2 separate regions of the Mus musculus genome follow, and region 1 is linked to region 2. Evidence: chromatin contacts called from public promoter capture Hi-C data. All regions are on one chromosome and are shown on one strand. The core of a region is the stretch at or near the end of the contact, and the rest is flanking DNA. Distances in the headings are between cores, read along the strand shown. Region 1 holds the start of Pi4ka (phosphatidylinositol 4-kinase alpha). Region 2 holds the start of Yars2 (tyrosyl-tRNA synthetase 2 (mitochondrial)).

Region 1 (6,674 bases), core at 3,928-6,427, 1.1 Mb before region 2:
CCATGACAGCCTGGATATTGCCATGCTCCTACCTTGATGATAATGGACTGAACCTCTGAACCTGTAAGCCAGCCCCAATTAAATGTTGTTTTTTATAAGACTTGCCTTGGTCATGGTGTCTGTTCCCAGCAGTAAAACCCTAACTAAGACTGACTGTGTCAAACAAGTTTGCAAGAGCTAGTTTTCAGAAGAAAAAGGATAAAGAAAAATTTATCTTCAGAGTCTCCAAGCATATCATCTTCACAGGCTGCTGTGGAACAAGCCAGAGCGATCCTTTTTGGATAAATGATTTCTATAGCATATATGCACTGTTTCTATCTTTATCCCTGCTCCTTTTCTTCTTTCTTTATTATCAGTGTTACTTTGCAATACTGCAGCTAACTCAGGGCTTACGTATGACAGCTGAGTGCTCTACAGCCGAGCTACATCCACAGCTCTGGATGCTTGCACAGGGCAACAGATGAGTCTGGGGGTTAAAGTGGGATTCTGGAAGTTTCTATAAGCTAGAATCTGTTCACGGAGAACATGAGACCAGCAAAGAGCTTCTTTGGCTAAAATCCTCCCCTAAAAAGGACAGGAAATGACTGTGCTTCTGACCTCCGGACAGCCGAGGAGGAAAGGGGGTGTGGCAGGGCACATGACAGAGGAGAACTGATAGTGCTTCTCTGTGAAGACAGACTGGCCAAGACTCTGTACCCCAGCCATTTTGAAGGCAGACCTCAAATGCTCCGGGCTTGGAGGTGTGTTTCCATAGCTCAGAAATGGGCTGTGTTGACCTTTTCATCTGCATTTGTGAGAATGAGGCCCAGGGTGGGTGTGAGTGGTGTGAACTCCTGGATGAGGAATGTGGCTCGGCTGGTAAGGGTGCTTGCCTGATGTTGGCTTACACGTTGGGATCTCAATCCTAGCTCTCTGTAAATGGGGGTGGGGGCAGTGGGACGTGCCTGTAACCTCTTGGAAGGAGAAGGCAGAGAATCAGTTCAGGGTCATCCTCAGGTACAGAGAGTTGGAGGTCATTCTGAGCTACATGAGACCCTGTCTCAAAAACAAAGGACAAGAAAACACAAAATGCCCTCCATATGAAGACTGGATGGACCAAGTGACTATTTATGAGATGATTGCAGGTGATCTCCCCAACTTATAAGCCCCAAGTGTTTTCTAAATCTAAACAGGAAAAAGGAGAGACAGGAGATGCTTAGGAACCACAGAGAAAGTTCCTCAACTCCTCTTTTCTGGGAAATACTCCTCAGAGCAAGGGGAAGAGGAAGTCAGGGAAACAATGACCATGCAAGGGCTCAGACTGCCTGAAGTGAGGTGACACTCACATAGACAGGTTATGTTCTGGGGACACTGTGAGGATTCAGGGAATCAAAGGGTTCTTGCTGCCTGAGCCTGGAACGGTTGGTGGGACTTTCTCCAAGACACTCAGGAGAACTTCCTCTCTGCCAAGCAGTCTTCTAGTGCTAGGGGACTAACCAAGCCCAAACTCCTCCCTGAGGGCTCATACAATCCAGGCAGGGTAAGAGCAAGGCTAATCCACTTTTCTAATTTGCTAACAACACTGTGGTGCTGAGTTAGGCAGACCCGTTCTTGCTTCGTTGAGCTTAGTTTCATGGTAAAAACAATAAAAAGGTTACACACAGTGAAGCCCCAACAAGGGCTTTTGGCCTGGTTTAAGGAGTATATATATAACAGGGAGTCCCAAGGGTGGGTGGGGTAAATGCCTCAGTTGAAGAGAGCAGCTAGTCTAGGCAGCTGGAGTAACTGAAGGGAAGTGGAACTGTGTGTCAAGCACAGAAGGGTGTGGGTAGGACCCATGAGACCCAGCAGGAAATACCCAGCAAATGATGTGGAGCCCCACAGATCACAATGCAATCTACAACTAAGGCATCCTGGAACATCAGGTAGGCCTCATAATGAGTTTGAAATTAAACTTAGCTATGAACTGATAAGTACATGGATGTCAATCTGGGGTCAGCGCACTAAACTCAGAACTCTGAAATTAATTATCTTAGACTGGGGATTAAGCAGTGGGGTAGCACAGACATGGGATCCCAGTACTCCAGAGCTGAACTCAGGAGGATCAGCAAGATGGAGGTGAGCCTGGGCAAATACTATTTCACAAAGGAAAAGAGAGGAAAAAATAAGAAAGGAAGAAAGAAAGAAAGAAAGAGAGAAAGAGAGAGAGAGAGAAACAGAGAGAGAACGAAATTTCTCATTATCTCTTTCAAGGTAATACACACTCACACTAACAGATTCTAGCTTGGATAGCCAAGTAAACATGGAGCTTGCTGGGTTCTGTGTGAGCCAGAGATTGCCCTGATGTGGAGTGCATTCAGAAACAGAAATTGGACGCATTAGAGTCACCATGAACAACTCTGGAGGAGCAGGTCTGGTTGGGAAGCCCTTACTGGGAATGCTGCTCCCACCAGCTTTCTAGAAAACAAGAGTACATCTATGGCAATGGATTTAGTCACTCGAACTGGGGAAAACCTGAGGAGTTTGCCTTGCCACTCCTCCAGGTTATGAGGGATGCCGTCTGTCTCTCTGACCTCTCTGAACTGAATGCCCAGTGTGGCTTCAGTGGCAGACACTGGAAAGATGTAAGGATGAGTAGGCCTCCGAGGAGCGTGTGCTAGGCAAGGCAGCTGAGCACGTTATGTGTCAGTATTACCAAACATCAGTTCCTTTCCACTGTGTTGGTGCAAAGTCAATTGAAACCCTAGTCTACTGTTCGTTGCTGGGCTCTGCTGAACTGAGAAATCAGGCTCCAGAGAAGATCATTGTAGTATGCTATACTGCTCTAGGAGGGGCAGAGTATCCTAGGAAGGGGAGTGGCTTTGGCCAGGTGGTGATGTTCATGTAGGAAGCAAATATTATGATATTCATTATTAGGAGGCTTGCTGCATAAACAGGTCATCCATCTAATGGCATATAATATGACCATTAGCCTATTCCCCGGCTCCAAACCACCCCTCATTGTATTTAACTATGAAAGAACCTTCAATACTACTAAATAATATACAGGCCAATATGTAAAGAACACCTCACTTTAAAGTTAAAAAAGAATAAAAGTGCTTGGTGTGGTGGCTTGAACCTCGGCACTCCCAGGCTGAGTTTAAGGTTAGCCTAGTCTACATAAAGTTGGAGAACAGTCAGAATTACATATTGATACGATTGAGAGAAAAAAAATAGGTTCTCTTTTGGGGCTGGAGAGATGGCTCAGCAGGTCAGAGTGCTTTCTGTTCTTCAAGAGGACCTACCTGCATTGGCATCTGGTGAATGTCTATGACCTCAGCCCTCTGGAGGCTGAAGAAAGAGGATCTTGAGTTCGAGGCCAATCTGGATTACTATGGGCTACATTGTGAGAACTTATCACTTATCTCAATACAAAGTGACCTGTTCACCAAGACCTGTAGGACTCCAATTGATCTGGAGTGGAACATTAAGAATCCAGTACACAGAAGCACAACTTCCTAGAGGCAGAACATACATTAGCCGTCAGGGAGACAACAACAGGGAAGGTAGGAGAAGGTAAAATACCAAACAGTGGCAATAGAAAACAACAGAGATCTGTCCAAGTCCCAGAGGAGAACACTTGCCAAAGATCAGAGATGAAGACTGGTAAAGAAAGACAGTATTTTGTTTCAACTATTACATTTCAAAACTGTAAAATACTTAAGATTATTCTTGGCTGATATATCAGTAATTTCTTCTTCTGCCAAAACAACTATTTTGCCAGTAGACTTAGGGGCAATCTGGTGTCTTGGAATAATCTTTATTTTATGCTGGAGAAGATGGTACATGCCTGAAATCCCAGTATCAGAAAGATTGAGACCAAGAATTCTAAGTTCCAGACCAGCCTGGGCTTCATTGGTAGGCTGTCCACCAAGCCGAACTCCTCAAAAAGAAAAGGTCTTAAAGAAGTTTCAGAAGACCATTTCTGTTCCCAGCACCCATCTGTCAACTCCAGCTCCAAGGGATTCCCTGGTGCCCTCTTCCGGCTTCAGGGGACACCCTTAAACTGTGCATATGCAAATACAGGTAAATTAAAGGAAAGCAAAGTTCCTAGTTGCTGAAATTTTCTATGGATGGAAAGAGCTGTCACAATAACACACGGTCTACAAAGGTAAGAGTCGACTCAATTCAGGATCTGGTTTCCTGAGCAGGAGCCCAGGCGAGGGGACTTAAATATTCCCATTAGAAAGGTGAAAAGTGGTCAAGGATGTGAGAAGAAGAACACAGGCTCCCTTTGCGTCAGTACTTCAGGCACCACCTGGCACTTGAAGCATACACAGTTCACACTTTAACTGGGCCACTAGAGAGGAACAGCTTGAGGCTTCTGCCTAACAAGTTATATGTAAATGAAACAGACACTACTTCCCAAATACAGGCCGCACTTTGGCATTTTTACTCTCACACAGAACATTATTTGGAGTTTACTTTTTAACTAGACATGAGGGCAGGGCAGCGAGGGAGAAATTAACCTCGCAGAATAATAGATAAGGAAGCTTCCAGAGGTAAACATCAGGTGATCCTGATACATAATTCTTTACACTATGTCCATGAACTTACGGTAGGCAATTAGAAAAATACCAAAAGATCGTAAACAAAATATTTCTTCATCCCGTTTTTATAACGCATTGATTGGCCGGTTTAGCTCAGTTCTGCCCCAGGCTCACCTCGGAAGAGGCGACTCCGATCTTCTCCGATTCATACATGAGAGACAAGGACCTGCTGGTACTGGCAGCGGTAGCCTCGGCCCTGCGCAACACCTCCTGTCTCAGGTACTGCTGCCTGTCAATGGGCGCGTCGGGGCCGTCAGGCAGGTCGCGGACGTCCTTCCACGGCGCGGGCCGGGTGTCTTCCTCTTCCACGTCATCGTCGAAAGGATTATAGCTTTTAGGATAGCCAGACATGGTGCGGGAGACGGCCTGCACCTAGGAAGCAGGAGGGGTTGCTGAGCGAGGAGTCGATAGCCCAGCGCCGGCGGGCGGATTCACTGTGGACGCCGCGCGCACTACTTCCGCCAGCACTGCGCTAGAGCCCCGCCTCCAGAGCCAACCCGGCGGCGGAGCGGCAGAGGGGGACCAGGCCCCACCCAGTGCGGGGGAGGGGAGAGGGGAGGAGTCAGGTGGTCAGGTGGCCGGGAAGTCGGCCGCCTCTGCGCCTGCGCAGTAAGGACCGGTGGTGGCGAGCCCAGAGCTGTGAACCCAGCCGCCTGCGCCGGGGCGTGCGCTGTGATGGCGGCTGCTGGGGCCCGGGGAGGAGGCGGCGGTGGCGGCGGCGGCGGCGGCGGCGGCTCGGGGTCCAGCTCTGGCTCCAGCACCTCTCGAGGCTTTTATTTCAACACAGTACTTTCACTGGCCCGCTCCCTGGCTGTGCAGAGACCAGCATCCTTGGAGAAGGTAACCCTGCGTACTGACAGGAGGAGGGGCCTGAGGTGGCGAAGCGGCGGGACGCTGCTGGGTCTGAGAAGGCTACTTGCGACTAGAGAGGGGCTCCTGAATAGAGGTGGCAGCGATGTAGGGAGGTCGGTGGGAGAGGGTTCTGGTGAAGAGAGGAGTCGGGAAGTCGACAGGACGCTGGGAGGTCTGGTACCGGTGGGAGTGGGAGGGCAGTGAGCTGTGGGCGGGCGGACTACCGCTGTGACATCTCAGGCGCGGGGGTTGTGGCAGCATCGTGACTGCCTGTGAGGCGTGGTAGGATGAGCCAAGGACCAAGAGTCCAATCCGGGCTTTTGGTCCCGATTTTTTGTTTTCATTCAATGACCTTGGAGAGGTGTCTTTCTCATGAAATGGGACGCCCTCCTCCCCTACACACTTTTTGCCCTTCTCACTGGATTGTGGAGAAGGACAGCTATGCAAATCGTATTATTATTTAAGAGATGGTAGCGTTAGACTGGATCAAAAGATGATGAGTTTCGAGAAGATGCAGTGGCAGGAATATGCAGTGGACTGTTAGTAGACAGAGAACTAAATTCAGGATTGCTTCAGAAGAGAAAGACACGCCAGTCCTTATCTTGGAAGATAAAAGATATGCTTGGACCTGGGATAAGAGGTGAACTGGGTGGGTGGTGAAGGGTAGAACCCCAGGATTAAGGAGGCTAACCGCTTTCTTTTAGGGGAAAAAAAAAACCCAAAAACCAAACAACAACAAAAGGATGTTGTGATAGGAAGAAGACAGATTTTAGTCAGAGCTGACTAAATTTACAATTTCTGTGTGCAGTCTTGAGGAAGAAACTTGCATGCTAACAGCCTATTTGCTTATCTATAAAACCTGTGAAGCTTTGATGAGTTTACATATTAAGGCCAGGCACAACGTGGATGAACAATAATAGTCAGCTGCTTTTCGCCCAGGAATGTGTAAATAGACTCAGCACAGTATGTTAGCACTGAAGGGAGGGGGCTGTCTGTCCATTCAACTTTCTGAAAGATGGAAAGAACCTGGGTGACATGTGCACCTGCGCGCTGATGGGTAAAAGTGGAAAGGCAGAGTGACCTGGTCTTTGACCTTGTAAGTTTTCAAACTTGATTGTATCACCTACCTGCAAGGTGAACAGGTTCTGGAAGATCTAATGCCAACCCGACTTCTGGCTAAAGAATGAATACAGACTGGACATGGTAGCATGCACCTGTAGTCCATGCTACTCAGGAACAGCCCAGTATCCGCAG
Region 2 (6,469 bases), core at 2,331-4,830:
TCGCTTTTCTGGTTCTTTGACATGTAGCTGCATGATGTGATCGATCTCTGGGAGGGGAAGGAAAGTGAAAAGCTTCAGGTACCTGCAGGACAGAGATGAAACATTCCATGTGCATCCACTAGCTTATCTTGGGAAGAAAAATCCTAAATTCACTTTTGAATTTATTAATGAAAAGCTGTAGCATGTACTTATACAGTACACTAAGACACACAACCCCAATGGGCAATATTTTTCAATACTTATTTTCCATTTTCCTTAAGTAACAAAATGGTGCAGAAATGTGTGCCTCCTTCCTAAGCATACTTTGACATTTTTGTTTTATGTATATCCTTAAAATTTTGACATGAGAGGGCTAGAGAGATGGCTCAGCAGTTAAGAGCACTGACTGCTCTTCCAGAGGTCCTGAGTTCAACTCCCAGCAGCCACATGGTCACTCACAAACCATCTATAATGGGATCCGATGCTGTCTTCTGGTGTCTGAAAACAGATACAGTGAGTGTACTCATACAAATAAAATAAATTAAAAACAAAAATGAAGAGTATTCCATATGTTAACTTTTGCAAAAATGCTATGAAGAAAAAGCACATATCTATCACAAAGCGTAGTGAACCATTATGAAGCAAAACCTATGAAATCATCCTCTTAAGAAATACAAGATTGCTGGTGAGATGGCTCAGCAGGTAAGAGCACCTGACTGCTCTTCCTAAGGTCCGGAGTTCAAATCCCAGCAACCATATGGTGGCTCACAACCATCCATAACGAGATCTGACGCCCTTTTCTGGAGTGTCTGAAGACAGCTACAGTGTACTTACATATAATAAATTAAAAAAAAAAAAAAAAAAAAAGAGCATACAAAGAAGTCTTAGGACCCAACAAATAAAAAAAAAAAAAAAAAAAGACTAGCTCTTAAAAAAAAAAAAAGAAAAAAAAAAGAAAAAAAAAATAAAAGAAATACAAGATTATGAGTAAAATCATAAAAAATGCATTTTTATTTCTAACTTACTCTGGCACACCAGCATATTCACTTATGATGTCACAAGCACAGCTTTCAAAGCTACTAATATTCTGTGATTTACTCTACTGTGGCCATTGTGTCTCCTTTTGAACATATGCTAATCATGCCACAAGTACCTATATTGTTCTTAGAATACACATGCATGAATTTCTGTTAGGCATGCTATCCAGTAGAGGTTATGTAAGACCATAGTTTATATACAATTTATTTTAGTAAGGATTGGCAACTATTATTTCAAAGATCTCTAAGTTTATTCTTGCATCACTCTAGAATAGTTGGTACTGTTATTGGTGCAACAGGAAACACAGACCAACACATCTGACTTGAGTTTTCTTCCCCTTTGAAATTTGCACTTGGGTAAAGCTGGATCCGTGATTATACAACAAAAGATTTGAGGACCAGCAAGAATAAAACAAAATTAGTTTATGAAGATTAAGATAGAGTACACAATTTAGACTCACATGAGTAGGTGTCTTCACAACAGCTACCTACTTTTGGGATTCTATGGCTAAGTTCCAAGCCTCAAAAGATGTAAGAGGTAAGACTTAAGCCAGAGGCTGTCTTGAGCAACTTAGAACATCGCATTTTTTTTTTCTCTCCAGACCTGGGATGTAGCTCAATAGTTAAGCACCTACCTAATAAAATAGCCATTCAGCCCTGGGTTCAACTCTAGTATCGTAAAAATAAAAATGGCAATATCATGTGACATAATAATTTACACCTTAAATAGAATCAATGAAAAAAACCTACAAAGAAAAAGATTCACTAGCTAAAACTGAATCATAACTACATATTAATTTTTCTCAAATGCCTATTAAAGCTTACCTTTCTACGGAATCATCTTGCTGTCTGACAAAGAACTGATAAAGTTCAAACGGTGATGTTTTCTCTCTGTTTAGCCAAACCGCATTGCCAGCAGACTTTCCCAGCTTTGCTCCAGTTGTACTTGTAATTAGAGGTACAGTGATTCCAAACACATCCTCTCCAGTCAACCTACACATACATTCATGGTATTCTGTTAGGCACAATTAGTTCCACCAAGCACAGTACACATTTAAGTCTGGTTACTTACTATATGTTTTTAAAACCCTTTCTCAGTCTGGACTCAGGTCCTCAAGAACCATAAAAACACGCATTTTATATCTACATGTGTCGTGCTTAAGTGCAATTGAGGAATGCACCTGAGCAGGTCAACAGGACTTGATTTTTGAAGGATCAGGTAGAAAAATGACAAAGTTGGGCGAAAGGATACCAGGAGGTACATTTAGAAGGTGGCTTTTAATATTTTTAAATGAGTTTTGTCGTGTAGCACACGAACCAGCCATATAATCTATGTTCCTCAAGAAAACTGTGAGGACTGGAGAGGTGGCTCAGTGGTTCTTCCAGAGATCCTGGGTTCAATTCCCAGCAACCATGTGGGATATAATATAAGAATTTGGTGCCCTCTTCTGGCATGCAGGTGTTACATAGAGATGGAGCACTCATACATAAATAAATCAATCTTTAAAAAAAGAAAACGCTGTGAAAATCTTTATGGAGGCGAAAAGCTAAATTAGTGCACACGGTTCTAAACAGAAGTCCAATTATTTTCAGGATAAATAACAATTTCTAAAGAAACTAAAGGCGACTTAGGGAAAACAGACACAATCCAAATCTTGAATATCGGTCTGCTTCCAGCAGCTCTAACTCCCAGCTCTAACTTACAATCTTCCTAACGAATAACACACTACTTCTGTATACTCGTCCCCGGGTTTCCGTAGGCTCTAACAATTCCAGCTTACTTGTGGATGAACTCGTAGCCAGACATGATGTTGCCCAACTGATCTGATCCGCCCAGTTGGACCCGGCATCCATAGTGCTGGAAAAGGTAGTAGAAGTCATAGGCCTGGAGCACCTGGTAAAAGAACTCCGCCAAGCTCATGCCCTCGGGGCTCTTGAGACGCGACTGCACGCTCAGCCGGCTCAGCAGAGTGCCCATGCGGAAGTGGCCGCCCACCGTGGCCAGGAAATCCACCAGGTGCTGCTCCTGGAACCAGGCCGCGTTGTCCAGCACCGTGAAAGAGCCCCAGGGCCGGCCGTCCGCGAAGAGGCGCGCGTGGTTGGCCGCCAGGGCCTCGAGCCCTCGCCGCAGGGCGTGCGCGTTGGCCCGCACGCACTCGGCGCTCAGCGCCTCGCGCCCCTTGGTCCGGCCGCTGGGGTCCCCCAGGAGGGCCGTGGAGCCTCCCACGAGCGCGATCACGTTGTGGCCGGCTCGCTGGAAGTGGAAGAGCCCCAACAGAGTTAGCAGGTGCCCCACGTGGAGCGAGTCGCCCGTGGGGTCGAAGCCGCAGTACACCGTCTGGGGGGACGAGCCCGCCCTGCGGCGGTCAAAGAGTTCGGGGAGCTCTGTCTTCGTGCCGCTCTCGGGGAAGAACTCCTTGAACAAGCCGCGGGCCCTCGGTGCCACCAGCATTCCCCGCGCGCCCGGGCGCACCGCACGCGACCCTCGTAGCCAGACCAGGGACTGCGGAACGCGGCACAGGCGCCTCAGCATGGGCGCCGCCATCTTGCGGGACACGCAAGGCATGCTGGACCTCTGTCGCCCTGCGACCGCGGGCGCCTCGGTGTCTCTCTACGCATGCTCGGGCGTAGCGGGAGGCCTGTTAGGCTTTGGTGCTGTAGGCAGTCCTGGAATGTGGACCGACTGAGTTCCGTCTTGCGGCCCCCGCTGTTCCTCTATCATTTCATTCCCGTTTTCTCAGTGAGGATGTCGTGATAGTACTTCCTGTCTCACAGCTGTGGTGAAAGCACTTGGCGGTGTAGTAAGCGCTCGACAAATGTTTACTGTCGTTTAAATGATCATGCAAAAGCTGTGATGCTCAAGTCCCATAAGTCTTGGACCTGTAGAAAGAACTCGGAGTGGAGTGGAGACGAAATTTCTTTGTACCAGTTTCCCCAGTTAATGAGAGCCTCGTCACAGTACAGGCAGGCAGGCAGGCGCGCGCACACACACACACACACACACACACACACACACACGTCATTAGTGGGTGTCCTGAAGGTGGCAGTCTCCTCCTAGCAAGAGGAAAGTCAAAACAGGAAAGAACTCCCTGTGTTTAGTATAACAAAAACTGGAGTCATTCAAAGTCATAACATATTAGGTGCTTTTAGGAATCCTCTCACCAGGATGAGGACTCTCATTTGCAATTGTATGGCAGGTGAGCCAGCCCCCAAGTCCCATTGTAGATTCTGACTAATTTTCTTTAAACATTTTAATTAGCGTACACAAATTGTACAAAATAATGAATTTATTCTGACATTTCCATATATGAGTAGACGTGGGCCATACTTTCAAAACTCCCTGATTTATGTGGAGTAGCATTATTGAGAATGTGCCATTTGTGGCCATCACCTACCATTGTGAGAGAAGTAGGGGTTATGGAGGGAGACAGAGAACAATTGAGCCAGGAGTAAGTTGCAGTAGAGGTGTGCTGGCTAGTTTTATGCCAAGTTGACAAAGTTAGAGTCATTGAGGTACTTAAACTGAGAAAATGCCCTCAACCAATGTGGCCTATGAACAAGCCAGTGGTGATCAGTGATTGATGTGGAAGGGACCAGCTCACTGTGGGTGGTGCCTCTTGATAGGTCCTTTCTCCGGTAAAATGAGCCAATTCAAACCAGATTAGATTATAAAGCAGATTTACTGTCCCCCTAGAATTGAGGCCAGGGGGGGTCGCCATGGGGGGGGGGAGAAAGGGCTTGTGGCAGGGGGTGGGGAGAGAGAGAGAGAGAGAGAGAGAGAGAGAGAGAGAGAGAGAGAGAGCAAAATGTGTAGATTGTATAGCAAAGAGCGTCTGAGGGAAGGGCAGCCCATCCCCTGGGCTGGAATGTACAGGGTTGGGGATAGGGTATGCCAGGTAGAGACTTAGGGATGCTGAGAGAACCTGGAAGCCAGATCTGTTTTCATATGTAAAATATGCACCTGAGTCTCTTGTCCCAGGGTCCCAAAAGAAACACCACCCTTGGTGGTCCTGGGTGCTAAAAGAAATCAGGCTGATCAAACAATGTGGAATAAGCCAGTATGTAGCACTCCTTCATGACTTCGGCTTTAGTTCCTTCAGGAGTCTTTCTGACTAGAGTCCTTGCCCTGACTTCCCTGAATGACGAATTATAAGCTGTAAAGTGAAATAAACGCTTTTCTTCCCAGGCCATTGGTCATATTGTTTTATCACGGCAATAGAAAGCTCAGGCCAGACAAGAGTCATTCAGTATCCCAGAGGAAGTCAGGAGCTGAGATTTCCTTCCATAGTCTTCCAAACTGAAACAAGGAGGTAGGCTGTTTCACTTTATTACCGGCTAATCTTTAAATATGGAATGCTCTTGGAGAGAAATCCACACTTTGGGCAAGCCTTTTGACTAAGAGTCATATGCAGAAGACAAACAACACTCACGTTCCTGAAAGAGGATCCTGACCCATCCCCAGACCATTAGCTACAGATCTTTCCATGTCCTAATACTAAGGTATTTGAAGAAGACATTTATTTTAGTGGGTTATAAATTTGTTATTTTGATTAATCAATGTATTTGCTCATCTAATTATCAGTGAGTTTAATTTCTCATTGCCAGTAATATTGTAATATTACTGGTAATATTCTCTAATACTGGTAGAAAATAGCTAGAGTGTTCTCTCATATTGTTACTCAAAATATCTTTAAAATTCTAGTCAGAATCTGTTGATCTGCACTTTGATCAGAGACAGACTGTAAGATGCATTGCAGGAAGTTCTGAAAGCCTAACAGATACTGTACTTAATATTGGGAAAAATCTCTCACTTGCAAGTTTGGGTTAATACAACAAATACCTACGTATTGTGACTTTAAAGAGCAGGGCAACAGTTGGGTATTAGAAAGTATGACTTCATATCTGCACTAGCTTTAGTACTGCTTTTCTTTTCAAAGAAATGCTGTTGTGACAGCATTACATGATGGCCCTATACTTGATGGAAACGTGTCTCAGATGATGAAAATTTTAAAACTACTGTTTAGTGTAATGGGACTGACAGCTCCTGAATAAATGCCTAGGCCTTATAGCTAGGCTTGTTCACAACTAGGACATAACTTATTAACACATTTATTCTATTCTAAGTTCTGCCATGTGGCTATTTAGTAACCTCTCCTTCTTACTCTGGCTTACATCTTTCTCAGAGTCTCCCTAGCAAGTCTCCCTCATCAAACTGACTCCACTCTCTGTCTCTGTCTCTTTGTTTCTTTGTCTCTCTGTCTCTCTGTCTCTCTGTCTCTCTCTGTCTGTCTCTGTCTCTGTCTGTCTCTGTCTCTCTCTGTGTCTCTCTCTCTCTCTCTCTGTCTCTCTCTCTGTCTCTGTCTCTCTCTGTCTCTCTCTCTCTCTCTCTCTCTCCAGAAGTCGCACCTTCCTTTTCTGCCTTTGCTATAGACCATCAACTTTTAAATAAAAGG

The links. Promoter capture Hi-C pulls out the DNA fragments that hold promoters and counts their contacts.
Region 1: a contact with region 2 is called in a promoter capture Hi-C map of liver, with 5 times the contacts expected there. The contact joins the promoter of Pi4ka here to the promoter of Yars2 in region 2. A contact is called at or near these places in 2 of 39 promoter capture datasets (liver and pre-B cells).

The regions. Positions count from the first base shown.
Region 1 is chr16:17,404,368-17,411,041 of GRCm38.p6, reverse strand. Pi4ka (phosphatidylinositol 4-kinase alpha) reads left to right here and starts at 5,177. Exons shown (of 55, transcript NM_001373955.1): 1 at 5,177-5,408. The coding sequence starts at 5,244. It overlaps Snap29 (synaptosomal-associated protein 29), which reads right to left and starts at 5,042. Exons shown (of 5, transcript NM_023348.4): 1 at 4,683-5,042. The coding sequence starts at 4,919.
Region 2 is chr16:16,300,076-16,306,544 of GRCm38.p6, reverse strand. It overlaps Yars2 (tyrosyl-tRNA synthetase 2 (mitochondrial)), which reads right to left and starts at 3,580. Exons shown (of 5, transcript NM_198246.2): 1 at 2,798-3,580; 2 at 1,842-2,009; 3 at 1-82. The coding sequence starts at 3,561.